Regions from separate parts of the Zea mays genome. Here region 2 is linked to region 1. A link is a contact called in public Hi-C data. All regions are on one chromosome and are shown on one strand. The core of a region is the stretch at or near the end of the contact, and the rest is flanking DNA. Distances in the headings are between cores, read along the strand shown. Region 1 has its middle 31 kb from the start of LOC103650247. Region 2 holds the start of LOC100501413 (Cyclin-D5-1).

Evidence for each region. Hi-C and Micro-C count contacts between places; a contact is called where the count stands out from the background.
Region 2: a Hi-C map of ear shows a contact between it and region 1, with 3 times the contacts expected there. The contact joins the promoter of LOC100501413 here to the enhancer-like site in region 1. A contact is called at or near these places in 3 of 25 Hi-C or Micro-C datasets (ear, leaf and tassel).

Annotation. Positions count from the first base shown.
Region 1 is chr3:114,723,115-114,730,094 of Zm-B73-REFERENCE-NAM-5.0, forward strand. No RefSeq gene overlaps it. Among protein-coding and RNA genes, the nearest start is that of LOC103650247, 31 kb to the left of the region's middle. Within about 2 kb of position 2,692, at least 15 of the 20 cell types and tissues checked have an H3K27ac peak or open chromatin away from gene starts, as enhancers often do. A contact at or near this core is called in ear, leaf and tassel, where this site is marked.
Region 2 is chr3:114,822,325-114,829,399 of Zm-B73-REFERENCE-NAM-5.0, forward strand. LOC100501413 (Cyclin-D5-1) reads right to left here and starts at 3,107. Exons shown (of 5, transcript NM_001196135.1): 1 at 2,616-3,107; 2 at 2,448-2,534; 3 at 2,054-2,357; 4 at 1,792-1,928; 5 at 840-1,646. The coding sequence starts at 2,924. The coding sequence ends at 1,434.

The sequences.
Region 1 (6,980 bases), core at 1,442-3,941:
CCGTCGAGCTGTACGTGGGCACGTGCCTCCACCAGATGCACGCGCGTCTGCTCCGTCGTGGCGCGCAGCTCCTCCAGCATCGGGAGCAAGGCGGACGGGCGACCCGCCGCGGCGTGCCCCTCCGCCGCCAGCGATGGCGGCTTTCGCCCCTTCGTGGCGCGCGGCGCCTCCACTGCCGGGTCCGCGGCCGCGGCCTCCACCTGCCCCTGTCGAGCGCGCTGTGTCCCTCGGCATGCAGGTACTTGCTCCACCGTCGAGGTCGAGACAGGGGCCGGGGCCAGGGCCGGCCTCCCCTTCTCCGCCAGGGTCGAGGCCATCAGCTGCGCCATCTGGACCGGTGGCGCTTCCAAACCCCGGATGGAGCCCACCGGCGGCCGGATCTGGACCCTCGTCGCCTCCAACTTTGCTCCTTTGCCTGCCGAAGGAGTACCGCTGCCGCCGCCATGAACCGGTGACCGGAGCTGGACGGTGTTGACTCTGGCAGAGCGGTTGAGGTCGTGGGGGAGGAGATTGAAGTCGTGGTGCGGCGCGCCGTCGTGGAGGCAGATTGAGGACGTGGGCAAATCTCTGCGTGCGGCGCGCCGTCGTGGAGGTAGAGGGTTTAGGGCTGCCGAAGAGGATGACAGGCGCTGTAGGCTGGGCTGCACAATGGGCCGCACCAACGGTTGGGCCACACGAACCACTGGGCTGCACGCAGGCACTGTTATGGGATTTATTTGATTAGTACCATACCGGCCACTGAGACAGATCAAACGTGGCTTATAAAGGTTGGTGTGGATTGTTTGTTGCTCAGACTAATTCCTCTGGTGCCGCACTAAGATGTATTTTTTGGCGCGAGGATGTACGTCCACGGTTGGGAGGCAGAACGGGTCGGATCGCCCTGGATGAAGCGAACGGTCCAGATTCACGGATGGCAGAACAAGAAAAGGCAGGCTACCCTTAGAGTCTTAATAAGTAGTATAGATTGTGTTTCGTTGTTCTTCGTCTAAAAATCAGCCCATGCAGCCCACACGATCGGCCTACCAAATTCCACGTGGACCATGTCCTAGGTCGTAGGGAAAGACCGCACCCGCTTAAGCTAAAAGCAACACAGTTAGCCCTATCGCACTCTCACTCGTAGGATCATATAGTCGGTTACCTTGCGACGGCTCATAACAATATCCACGTAAATTATCTAGCAAAAAATCTCAATTTTTTTATTGATTGTAATATTTTTTATGAACGCACAGGTACCATAGGTAGCAAATCAGAAACCCCCATCCCACGCCTCCCCACTTCCAAGGTTTCGTAGAGCAGAAGGGAAAGGGAAGATGCGAACATACATATTCGTTGCCGGAAAAGGACACGACAAAAAGACAGTGCATCTAGAGGCGACATAGGTAGTATACTTCTAAGATAGAGAGAGAGAGAGCACACAAGCGGAGAAAGAAGCCCAACCGAAGCAACTCCAAACCGAGAGGCGCCTGCACCAGGTGTCAATCCGAGAAGGGCGAGAGAATGTGAGTGTCTTTCCAGCCCTGGACCCGCCGAAGCGACACAACACCACCACCAACTCTGTAGCATATATGCCGACTTATGCCACGCTACGGGCCTTGGTTGTCTAATATCTCAGACCTGGACTCCTCTCGCCAAGATAACCTAAGTGTGCCAGGCACCATCATGTCCTCCTTGACGGCACGCATAGAGAAAGGCCAGGAGCATGACCGACTCGCCCCACACCCACGTCGATGAGCGTCGGTCGGCTCGCGCTGCGACCGTGGGCAGGGGCAGCAGGTTGGGGAGGAAGAAAATGGCGAAGGTCGGGAAGACGGACAGTACGTCCGACGACGGCGAAAACGATGATACGCACATGATGTGAAACGTCCTCGTGGATGTGCAATAGCCACTGCGTGAGTCGATATCGGGGCTGGTGTCGGACGAATACGGGGAGGAGGCGCATGCTCCTACGCCCTCTGCCGAGAATGGGGTGGCGCGCAGGTAGAGTCACGAGGGGAGAGAGAAAAGAAGTAGAATGACGAACGAGGTGGTGACAACTGAGGACCATCATTATCGTGCAGAAAGTATATATGGCCAAATGAACCGTGTCTGGCGAGACGAGCCGAGACACGACCCATTTAATAGTGCCTGGGCCAACCCGACATGAGCGTCGTGCGATGCTTGGGCTGTAGCCTCGGCCCGTAGTGCTGATCCAGCCCGACACGATTATTTTTTTATTTTAAAAAAATCATATATACATATGTAAAATTTATATTCAATATTATAAACACCTGAGCATGATGATCTTCTGGTGTAGCTTCGTCTAGTGTCTTCCACCTTTCTTATCATGGTGTGGTTATCTCACGCCGATTTTTAACATTTCACGCTAAGTATAGCATAGATTAGACGGTCATAATTCCTTCTCGTCAAGTTAAAAAGGCAAAAAAATCTACCTAAGGCACGAAAACCCCAAACCATTTCCACTCCCACTCCCTGACCCTCAACTCTCTCCTCGGGCGACCCTTCCTCCTGTGATCCTGTCACAGCCATTAGAGCGCAAGTATGGCATGGCATGTCATGTCACTCTGACCGAGTCAGATGAGATTGATTCAACAATAAATTCATCCCTTCTTAGGTTGAGATGAGCCTACCATCCATCCGTTCCTGGGCTGACAAATGGTTGTAGTTGCAGCCCATGGAGAGCAGGCCTGAGGAGTGGCGAGCGCGAGGACGAGGAGCCCATGCGTGCTTGAATCTGACGATATATGTTGATTTGGCGTGTGGTGTGGCACTGCTTCTGATGCTCCTGCATGCGTGCAGTCCTGCTTTTGCTTGGAGAAGGGATGGCGAGGAGAGAGGTTTGTAGGGCAGGCTGCGTGTGCTGCAGTAGCCGATCTCGAGGTTGACCAGACCAGCTGTGACCAGATCGGGAGACGCAGCACGCAGGCCGGCAGCCGGCAACGCCACGGCCTACTCAGATAATGCGCTCACAATATTTCACCAGCAGCAGACGGGGACACACGTCTCATCTCATCTCTCTCTCACTCTGCGGTATGGTCGGTGTGGTGCATTAGTGTATGATGCTGCAGCCACGCTGGAATAATTCTCAGTCAGCCTAATCACCTGGAGCTGGTTTTGGTTCAGATGAGCTCATTTTCTCCCCATCATGATCTTTTGGAGGAGATAAGTACGTGATTAGGGCTAGTTTGGAAACCCCAATTTTCCATTAAATTTTCATTTTCTCAAGAGAAATTAGTTCATTTTCCCTTGAAAAAATATAAATCACTTGGTAAAATGTAGTTTCTAAACTAGTTCTTAAAAATATTCCTGTTCCATTCACTGGCGTAAACTCTATACTGGATGCTTAGATAGAGGGGATATTTGAATGCACTATAGCTAGTTGCCTAAAAAATTGCTAATATAATTAGCTAGCTAACTAGTAGCTAATTTACTAAAAGTAGCTAATAGTCGAACTATTAGCTAATCTGTTTGAATGTTTTTAGCTAATTTTAACAGTTAATTATTAGCTCTATTGTATTAAAACACGATTATATGAGTATATGACATGTCAATAGCTGCATGCATATGACACCGCACGCCATGGCCCTCGCCATTGGCACCCAGTGCAATGCAAGGAGAGACGACGACAGCTCATCGCGCGCGTTCACAAGCAGTGCCTCTGCCTGCCTCCACGCAAAAACCAAGACACGCGATACAAAACAAAGCATGTGTTTCCTTGACCACATCAGGATCTGTGCGTGGGTTTTGTATGTGTGTGTGCGCGACTCTGTTGTCTTCATGCGATTGCATGGGAAGACGTATTTGTGCTGGCCTCTTTGTCTTTGTGCAGGCTTGTTCCCTAGTCTTTAGACCACATCCCCAAGACCCCCAACCCTCCGCCTCATGCATGCATAGTGGGCAACCAGGGCCACGCCCCTGCTGTTGGTGCTCATGCATGCTCACAGGCTTTCGGTTTACAGGGATACTCACAGGCACAGCTGTACAGACTCCAGCTGCCATACCTCGATCATTCTAAAATATCCCCTTCAGTTTCATGTATGCCATTCAGATTCAACCTGGTGCGTCCCATGTCAAGATGTAGAATCATACACGTACGCAATAAAACCACTGGAAACTAGAGATTTTCAGTAAGTTTAAGATTCATTTCTAGAGTCATCGATTTATCACATGGCGAAAATCTTGTATGATCTGAGTTGTTTTTTTAAACTACTGACGGTCACAATACATTCAAGTGTTGTAGGGGAAATTCTAACCCTAACTCAGGGTTCGAAATTGTATTAATAGCCACAGATTGTTGGGCATAGCCCATTACACAAGGGTAGTATTACTGTAATTTCAAGGGGCTAACCCCAAAACCCTAAACAGGTACTCTAACACACCCCCGCAGTTTCAACTCTATCATGTACAGATGTTGAGGCTGGATTAAAAATCGATGAATATACTCGACGACAACTCATTGGTGAATATGTCAGTGAACTGCAGCGTGGTGTGGACGCTGAGAACCCGAACGTCACCTGTAGTGACACGCTCGCGGATGAAGTGCAGGTCGATCTCCACGTGCATCGTACGCTGATGCTGCACAAGATTGGTGGAGAGGTAGACCGTGCTGACGTTATCGCAGCAGACGAGTGTGTCGCTCCTAGAGAAGCTGGCGCAACCTGTAGGCCTCTGCCACGTCGTTGACCACAGCGAGGTACTCAGCCTCTGCGCTGATGCGAGAGACGACGGGCTGCCGCTTGGCAGCCCAGGAGATGAGGTTGGCGCCCAAGAACACGACATAAGCGTAAGTGGACTGTCACGTACCTGGACAACCAGTCTAGTCAACATCGACGTAGACCACTAAAAGGGAAATGTGCCCTTGGGTCATTTCTATAAATATTTTGGTGATTAGATGCCCAACACACATTGTATTGAAGTGATGTGTGCCAAGTATTAAAGAGATACAAATAAAGAATAAAGGTAAGATCTAAACGTTTTATCAATAGTTTTATATGCTAAACACTCTTGTCCAAGTGCCAGGACCCAACTAAATAAGGCCAGAAGAGTCAGAGGAAAACAAACAAAGAAACGAAGAAAAAGGTGTTGACAGCGCAGCACCGGACGGTCCGGCGCCACTCACCGGACAGTTCGATGCACGGTCTACGCAACTCTGTGCTCTCGGGTTTTTCCTTAGCTACATCGGCTATAATTCATCGGACAGTCCGCTAGGTGCCGGACAGTCCGGTGCTCCAGCCGTGCAATGGCTATCTGCCACGTCGAGGGGAGCCAACGGTCACTTGGTGCACCGGACGGTCCGGTGCCGCACAGAAAAGGAAATCAGCCAATCAGGGGACTCTCTGTCATGTACTGTGCTCGTACTGTTCACTGTCCGGTGCGCCACCGGACAGTCCGGTGCACCGACGAACAGAAGGCAAGAATTGCCTGCCAAATGGAGTTCCAACGGCTTCTAGTTGCCTTGGGGCTATAAAAGGGACTCCTAGGTGTATGGAGCACTACACCAAGCCTCCATTGAACATTCTAAGACACCTAAACTCCGCAAACACGCATTCGGATCATCGTGTTTGAGATTTGAGCACTTCTTGAGTCATGAACTCTCTACGTCGTGTTTGTGTGCTCATCTCTTGACTTGTGTGCGTGGGATTGCTGTGATTCTAGTTCTTCCGTGTGTTTCTTTCCCTCCCTTACTCTTGTGCTTTATTGTGATCAACATTGTAAGGGCGAGAGGCTCCAACTTGTGAAGATTCCTCGTAAACGGGAAAAGACTAAAAAGGAAGAAAACTGTGGTACTCAAGGTTGATCATTGGATCACTCGAGAGGGATTGAGTGCAATCCTTGACCGAAGGAGGTCACCACAACGTGGAGTAGGCATTGGCCGAACCACATGATAAAAATCACTATTTCTCGTGTCTCTTTTCATTGTGATTGGTTTTCTTCTAAAGTTCTCGCTTTAGCAACTTGGTTTTAATCGTGCTAACATTTCATAACCAAGTTTGGGTTATTTAGTGTTGAATTTTACAGGATCACCTATTCACCCCTAGGTACTCTCAATTGGTATCAGAGCCATACTCTTCATTGACTCAGGCTACAAGAGCTACAGGCATTTTCGGCGGCTTCTGGCCGCCAAAAAAAACCGACCGAAAATAAGGCTTTATTTTCGGTGGCCAGGACCTGGCCGCCGAAAACAGCTTATTTTCGGCGGCTGTCTACCTGGCCGCCGAAAATAACAGATAATTTCCGGCGGCCACGTAGCCAGCCGCCGGAAATTAAAAACTGCCGAAAATAGTGTTCTTATTTTCGGCGGCCAGGGAGGCCGCCGAAAATTAATAATTTCAGAGAAAAAAAATTGAAAAAAATGCGAAAAATAACAGAATTTCATACAAAATTCATATAATAACATAAATTCCATACAATAACAGAAAATTCATACTTGAGTTCACAACATAAAATTTGAGTCCATACAAATATAAAGTCCACAAATAGTCCATACAAACATAAAATCCACAAATAGTTCATTACAACGCACGGTGCGGCACAAAGCTAACTTAATCACATATCGGGGTCGTTGGAGTTGTGTCCACTACCTCCAGAAGCCAAGAACTGGTTGACGAAGTCGTGTGACGAGTTTGGATCCTAAAGAAAAAAGAAGACATTAATAACGGCATTGGTTACATGTATAACGACTATTCAAACAAATTGTTTCTCAAACTAACCTCTCCTGCATAAGCTCCCTCCCCTGCATAAGCTCCTCCTGGTGCTGGTATGACCGGTGGTGGCGTGTTGTGGCCCATGACCCCGGATCCCTACAAAATCAAGTTTAGTAAAGATTTGAAATTAGGTTGATACAAACGACAAGTCTTAACTAAATTGAATAAACTGATGTGGAGGTGGAGGTGGTGGAGCATGTAATCCCCACTGAGGCATCGACGGCTGAAATTGAGGGAAAACAAATGGTTGCTGCTGTGCCTGCTATGGAAACCAAGACT
Region 2 (7,075 bases), core at 1,857-4,356, 100 kb after region 1:
GGCTACACTAAACCGATACATTATATGAAACCCTTCTATATTATATGGTATATATTTAAAATTTTGGGAGGCTTCAGTGGGGTTCCATGGGCTCGAGCCGGTAGCCCGCCCCACCGCTATACCTCCTAATGTAATCCACATACACCTTGTGATATAGTATGAATCAATTGGTATTATATAGGACGGATACGGATTAACTACACCATTGGTCAAAAAATGTCACATGCTGCAGCTTCCAAACTTGCAAGTTGCTTCACTCGGTGTGTGAATGGTAAATATCAAGCTCTATCAGTAAAGTAACACCCCAACCAAATACATAAGTTAGAAGTCACATCACCATTGCTAATATTTGGGCAATTATTGGCATAAAGTGCTAACCTCAGTATCTATCCGGTACATTAATACTCCCATTCATATGCAACACTTGTCTTCTTTCCAACACAAGGCCACATTATAACGTGTTGTTGCATGCTTTGCTCAGCATCCACAATAATGGCCAAAAGGCCACACTGTACTTGCTGCAAATCATGGTTGACAATGCCTCTCTTTATGCACCGGCCATCACTTCCTTTACATGACTGTGGATTGTGCAAGTGCTGTGCAACAGTAGGGGGTTGGCCAAACATTCATCAGGCATGTGCTAAACTGGCTGCAATGCAACAGGGAAAGGGTTGCATTGGATCCTCCTTCCTGAATAAAAGCAGAACAAGAAGCACCGGCATGGCCCAGCCACAGCCAGAACTGAATCAATGGCACTGGAAACTTGCAGCAGTCAGCAGAACTGGTCAAGAAACCTACAGGGATGTTGTCACATAAATACACAGGCAGGCACACAGCTTGACGCAAAACGCAATCTGATTCCATTCCTCAGGAACAAGAGGGGGTTACACAAGTACACAGGGTTTGTTACAAATCGATGTAACCCTCGCAAGTGCAGAGTGAAACACCACTCTCACATCCACTTGCACAGGTGAAAAAGGGAAACATCTCCCTCTCTCGCTCACTCGTTCTATAAACAATGGCAAAACCCTCAACCTCTCAGTGTTGTTACCACTTGTTTTGCATCTTCTCTGCAGCAGCATCTCTCACCACATGCAATGCAACATTGCATCAACCTTTGAAGTAAAGTTCACTGAATGTGAAGTGTGCCCTGTTTGGGCGCTGGCATTGGGCTTATTAACCTAAGCTCTCCTCTCCATAGGAAAGCTCAGCCCTCTGCTTTGTTCATCTCTTCCACCTCTCACAAACCAAACCAATCAAATCTGACAACAGCCAATGCCAACCCATGGCAATGGCTCAAAGAACCTAAAAAAATATCTTCTTTTTCGCAAACATATAAGTTCAAAAAGAAGGGAAGAAAATGAAAGGGAAGATCAAACCAAGCCCCCCTAGACATCTGGCTAAAAACTGTGTCCCCGGTGGTGCTAGCTTTCTCAACTGATGCCCGTCAGCTCCAGCCTGATCCGCTTATTCCTGGCCGATACCGCCGTGGCAAAGGCGGCGGCGGTGTCCGTAACATCATCAACAAGAACAGAATGATATGTACTAGTGGCAATCTCGTTGGAGACTGAACATGGCAATGATCTCTTGCTACCTCTCCTGTTATTGTCCCCAACCATCATACTGTAGCAGGCATGTACATGTTCCTGGTCAAAGAAACCGACACATTCATTTATATAAAAAAATGGTATAGTGAAGTTTTCCTAATCCAAGGTTCATCGGGACTGAACATTCATATGGTCAAAATGCTACACAAGTACTACAAGATGGAAATGTAAGCAAGTGACTCACCTTCTCAATAAGACAAGATGGAGAAAGGTAGCTCATCTTGGAATCGAGTGCTTCTTTGGTCAGTAGAGGTCCATAGGTTGCAGCCAAGATTGCAGCTGCAGCCACAGTGGACGGCCTGTGATCAAGCACGCTACCAGCTGCACGAATAGTCCAACACCGAGCAGACCAGACAGTCAGAGCAATGCACGCAAGACAGATCACTAGGTGTCAGACAAGAGAGAGAGATTAATAAAAAAAAGATTCGATTTTGATGTGTATGAACCTTCAGCCGTGGCAAAGATGAAACCGATGGCCTTGTGGGCGACGTGGCCGCCGGCGCCGGCGCCGCCGTGCGGGTGGACCCGGGAGGAGAAGCAGGGGAGGAAGTCCAAGGGCGTGACGGCGCCCATGCGCCATCCGAGCGTGGACAGCACCAGCAGCTCCATCCGCCGGATGGACGCCGAGTCGAAATCGTAGCCGCCGGCGTGGAACTCCGACAGCGCCGGCACCTGGCACTCCTCCATCTTGGCGGCCACGGACACGCACGCCACGGACAGCAGCTGCGCCGCCCACGGCATCGCCTCCCTCTGCAGTTACCATTGCAATGCCTGGCGTGATTCGCGCGCCCCCAAAAGCAGAGGCTTTTTTTATAAAAAAAGGCGGCGCGGATAGAATACATCGACGCGTCGCCGGAGGAGGAAGCTATCGAAGTAGGCGATGGCGAGGTACGCCGTCCGGTGGCCGAAGCCGAAGCACCCGCGGGTCTGCAATAGCGAATGATGCAATCAGTTGCCACGCCAACCTGATGCCGTCAAGGAGCTAGAGCTAAGCTAATCGTGACTCACTTCAAGAATCCACTTGACGGCGGCGAGGCGAGCTTGCCGAAACCACTCCTCAGAGGCGAGCGAGGGGTATTCTTCGTCTCCTTCGCCGTCGCCGTCGCAGTCCGCGGCTGAGTCGGAGGAGGAGCAGAGGCTGGTCTCCTTAAACACCAGCTGCTCCAAATACTCCTCTTCCTCCTCTTCGCCGGCATTGTAGAGCGGGAGGAACTCGTCGTCGTCTACGACGCCGTTGCCGAGGTCGGCGCAGTCTTCCTCGCAGGTCAGCGAGAAACCGCGCTCCGACCAGTCATCCACCGCCGCCACCGGCATCATCTCGTCAGACGTGTCACCACGCTTATAGTCGATTAGTTACGGCGCACGTCGAGCAAGAAGCAAGAAGCCAAGAACCATGCGTGAGGGGCGCGAGCTCTGAAATATCTGATGGTATGGTGGTCGGCGGCGAGGTGGCGGCGGCGGCGACGACGGCGGCGGCCGTGGAAGAGGCCGACGTGATGGCGAGAGTGAGATGGCAACCGAAGCCTCCTCCGGTCCTCCCCTATTTAACTGGTTCCAGCATTTTAACCGCTCATGTTATCTGCTGCTTTAATCCACTTGCTTAGATTTTTACAATATTTTATTTTTATAGATTACAACGGCATCAGTTCAAACAGCTTTAATTTAGTGGCAGCGTAGTGTATTCGTTTGGCTTTAATCTATACTAGCTTTGTTGGAGACCAAAAGTGTCTCGCGGGTCCAGACAGTCCGCGGTGGTAGCGCGGACGGTCCGCGCGTGCGCAGAGTCAGTTATAGTTTCTAGTTTCTCGCGGGATTTGTTACCTAAAACCTCGGGATTAACTCGGAAATCAGTTTGAAGCGGATCCAGACCTCCCCTTTATATAGATGAAGGGCTACGGCCGATTAAACCCCCCAACAATCGAACAAATCAAGTCTATTTCTCGTTTTTCCCATACGCATTAGGAATAGTTCTAGTCTAGTTCTAGGTTAGCTTCTCAATCCTCAAATCCTCCGCTTCTCTTCGACTCTACGTCGATTAGAAGAGTCTAGGTCGGCCTGCCGAGCCTAGACAACTCCTAGGATCTCTCCTCCCCGACGGGATCCCTAGCTCCCGGGAGCGAGATCCAGGCGCCGTCGGCGACCTTTCGCCGCCCCCTGCGCACGCGCGGACCGTCCGGCCCTAGGGCACGGACCGTCCGGCCGTTAGGCAGGGAACGTCAGCCTCTGTTCCAGGTCGCGGACCGTCCGGTCCCTGGTCGCGGACCGTCCGCTCCTGTGCAGAGAGCACCGCCGCCGGTTCTTGTTGAGTGTTTGGCGCCCGAAAAAGGTGTCAACATACTTTTGGCGACTCCGCTGGGGAAAGGTGTTTAGATCTACTAAAAATCAGGCCCTCAAATGGCCGGTTCTAAAGATCACACTGATATCTCCCCGGACAATATCCTGAAGCCGGCTGTTGAAAGTCTGACGGCCGATGAGCAACAACAATACGATGACTACATGCGTCAAGCGAAGGAGAAATTCTTATCACAATACACAGTGGATCGCCACCAGAAAGTTGTCAAACATGGAGAGACCGACGTCGCATCTCTTCTATCTTCGCTTCAAGTCCCCAATGTAAGTACATCTGACGACATCCAATCTATTAAACAGTATGTAGATCATCAGCAGAATCAAATGAAACAACAGATTGGAGGGTTAGAAGAGTCAATTAGAAAATTAACACGTACATTGGAGAAGTCTGTTGCTCCTAGTTTTCCATCATATGAGACTAGTAATAGGATATCCATGTCTAATACATCGGCAACAAATGGGGATTTACAGCCCCAACCATTATATGGTATGCCGATGAACTCATATCCAGGGCAAGTACCACCACCGCCGTCCCTGCTTGGCAGATCGGCGCCCCTAAACATAGTCGGACCATCCGAGCTTCTGCCCGGACCGTCCGGCCCATATGCGGACCGTCCGGCTTGCTCTGCCGGACAGTCCGGGGCTGCCCTAGGACCGCCGCCGTCCCTGCTTTGCAGATCGGCTACCCTGGACGCGGTTGGACCGTCCGAGCTTCTACCCGGACCGTCCGAGCTTCTACCCGGACCGTCCGACCCTTATGCGGACCGTCCGGCTTTCTATGCCGGACAGTCCGAGGCCGTACCAGGACTACTGCGTGGCGCCCCAATAATGGCGAACACGACCGACCAGTTCAGATGTACCACCGTACAAACCGGATACACATATGCAGAACCTGCTGTTGCACACCATGCACCAAATTATTATACACCACAACAACAGTATGTTTCGCCCTCTACATATTTAAACCATAATGCACCATACAATCACAGACCGATCAACACTATCGATCGGTCACGACAAGAAAGTCGGTATACTAATGCCCGACCAAATGAGCCCCACGGCCCAGGATCCGGTGGTCTGCCACCGGGTGCAATGGAAAAAATTAGGGAAGAGATGACTGAACTATTTCGAGATAAGTTCGGAGTTAGTGTAGCCAGAGTAGGGCAATCATACCAAAAGCCATATAATCACCGGTTTGACATTGTCCCATATCCACAAGGGGCAAGGATACCAGAATTTTCTAAGTTTTCTGGTGAGAATGGGAGAAGCACACACGAACACATAGGCCAGTTCCTAGCACACCTAGGCGAATTGACCGATGGAGAAGCATTTCGTGTTCGTTTATTTTCTTTATCCCTTACTAGTACCGCTTTTGCATGGTATGCCGCCCTGCCTCCTAATTCCATTAATTCCTAGAATGAGTTAGAAAGTAAATTTCATGAACATTTCTTTGCCGGGGAATATGAATTAGGACTAGCTGACTTTGAGAGCACCTAGAGGGGGGGGTGAATAGGTGATCCTGTAAAACTTAAACTTATAGCCACAAAAACTTGTTAAGTGTTAGCACACTTATTGCCAAGTGGCTAGAGAGGAGTCTCAACAAAACACAATACCACAAGAGATCAAACACAGAGATGACACATTGGTTTATCCCGTGGTTCGGCCAAGACCAACGCTTGCCTATTCCACGTTGTGGCGTCCCAACGGACGAGGGTTGCAATCAACCCCTCTCAAGCGGTCCAAAGACCAACTTGAATACCACGGTGTTTTGCTTTGCCTTTCAATATCCCGTTTGCGAGGAATCTCCACAACTTGGAGTCTCTCGCCCTTACACTTGAGATTCACAAAGAAATACGGAGTAAGGGAGGGAATGAGCAACGCACACAAGACTTCAAAAGATCAGAGCAACAACACGCACACAAGCAGCAACAAGAGCTCGCAACACAACTCAAAGAGTTCACAACTCCACAAGAGCTCTATATGCTATCACAATGAAACGAATGCGCGAGATCGATGTCTTGGTGCTTAGGAATGTTGTAGGAATTCTTGGTGTTTCCTCCATGCGCCTAGGGGTCCCTTTTATAGCCCCAGGGCAGCTAGGAGCCGTTGAGAACAAATCTGGAAGGCCATCCTTGCCTTCTGTCGTCGGGCGCACCGGACAGTCCGGTGCACACCGGACACTGTCCGGTGCCCGATTTATTTCCATAAACAGCGCAGTCGACCGTTGCAGACCGTTGGAGATCTGGGAGCCGATGGCGCACCGGACATGTCCGGTGCACACCGGACAGTCCGGTGCCCCCTTCCGACCGTTGGCTCGGCCACGTGTCTCGCGCAGATCGTGCGGCCGACCGTTGGCCCAGCCGACCGTTGGCTCACCGGACAGTCCGGTGCACACCGGACAGTCCGGTGAATTTTAGCCGTACGCCGTCGGCAAATTCCCGAGAGCGGCCTCTTCGCCCGAGGCAGCCTGGCGCACCGGACACTGTCCGGTGCACCACCGGACAGTCCGGTGCCCCAGACCGAAACAGCCTTTTGGCTGTACACAACCAACTTTTCTCTTCTTCCTTCTTTCTGTTTCTATCACTTAGATAAGTATATTAGTACACAAAACCAATGTGCTAAGGCTTAGAAACATACCTTTACTTTTGATTTGCAACTTGTCCATCCATGGGCATAGATTTACATTTAAGCACTTGTGTTGGCACTCAATCACCAAAATACTTAGAAATGGCCCAAGGGCACATTTCCCTTTCAATCTCCCCCTTTTTGGTGATTTATGCCAACACAGCATAAAGCAACTAGAACAAGTGCAAAATCACTTCAAATAAAAAAAATTTGAGTTTTATTCAATTTTGGCATATATGGATCATCCTTTGCCACCACTTGGTTTGTTTTTGCAAATCAAACTCAAATCTCTATCTCTAAGTCAAACACACATGTTGAAGCATAAAGAGAGTCATTCCAAAAGAGATTGATCAAAGATTTCAAAAACTCCCCCTTTTCCCATAATCACTACTTCTCCCCACAAGAAGCCAACTTTTGACAAAAGAGACAATGCAAGAGTTTTGACAAAACAAAAAGCTCTATTTCACTATTTTCAAAATTTCTCAAGTGGTAGC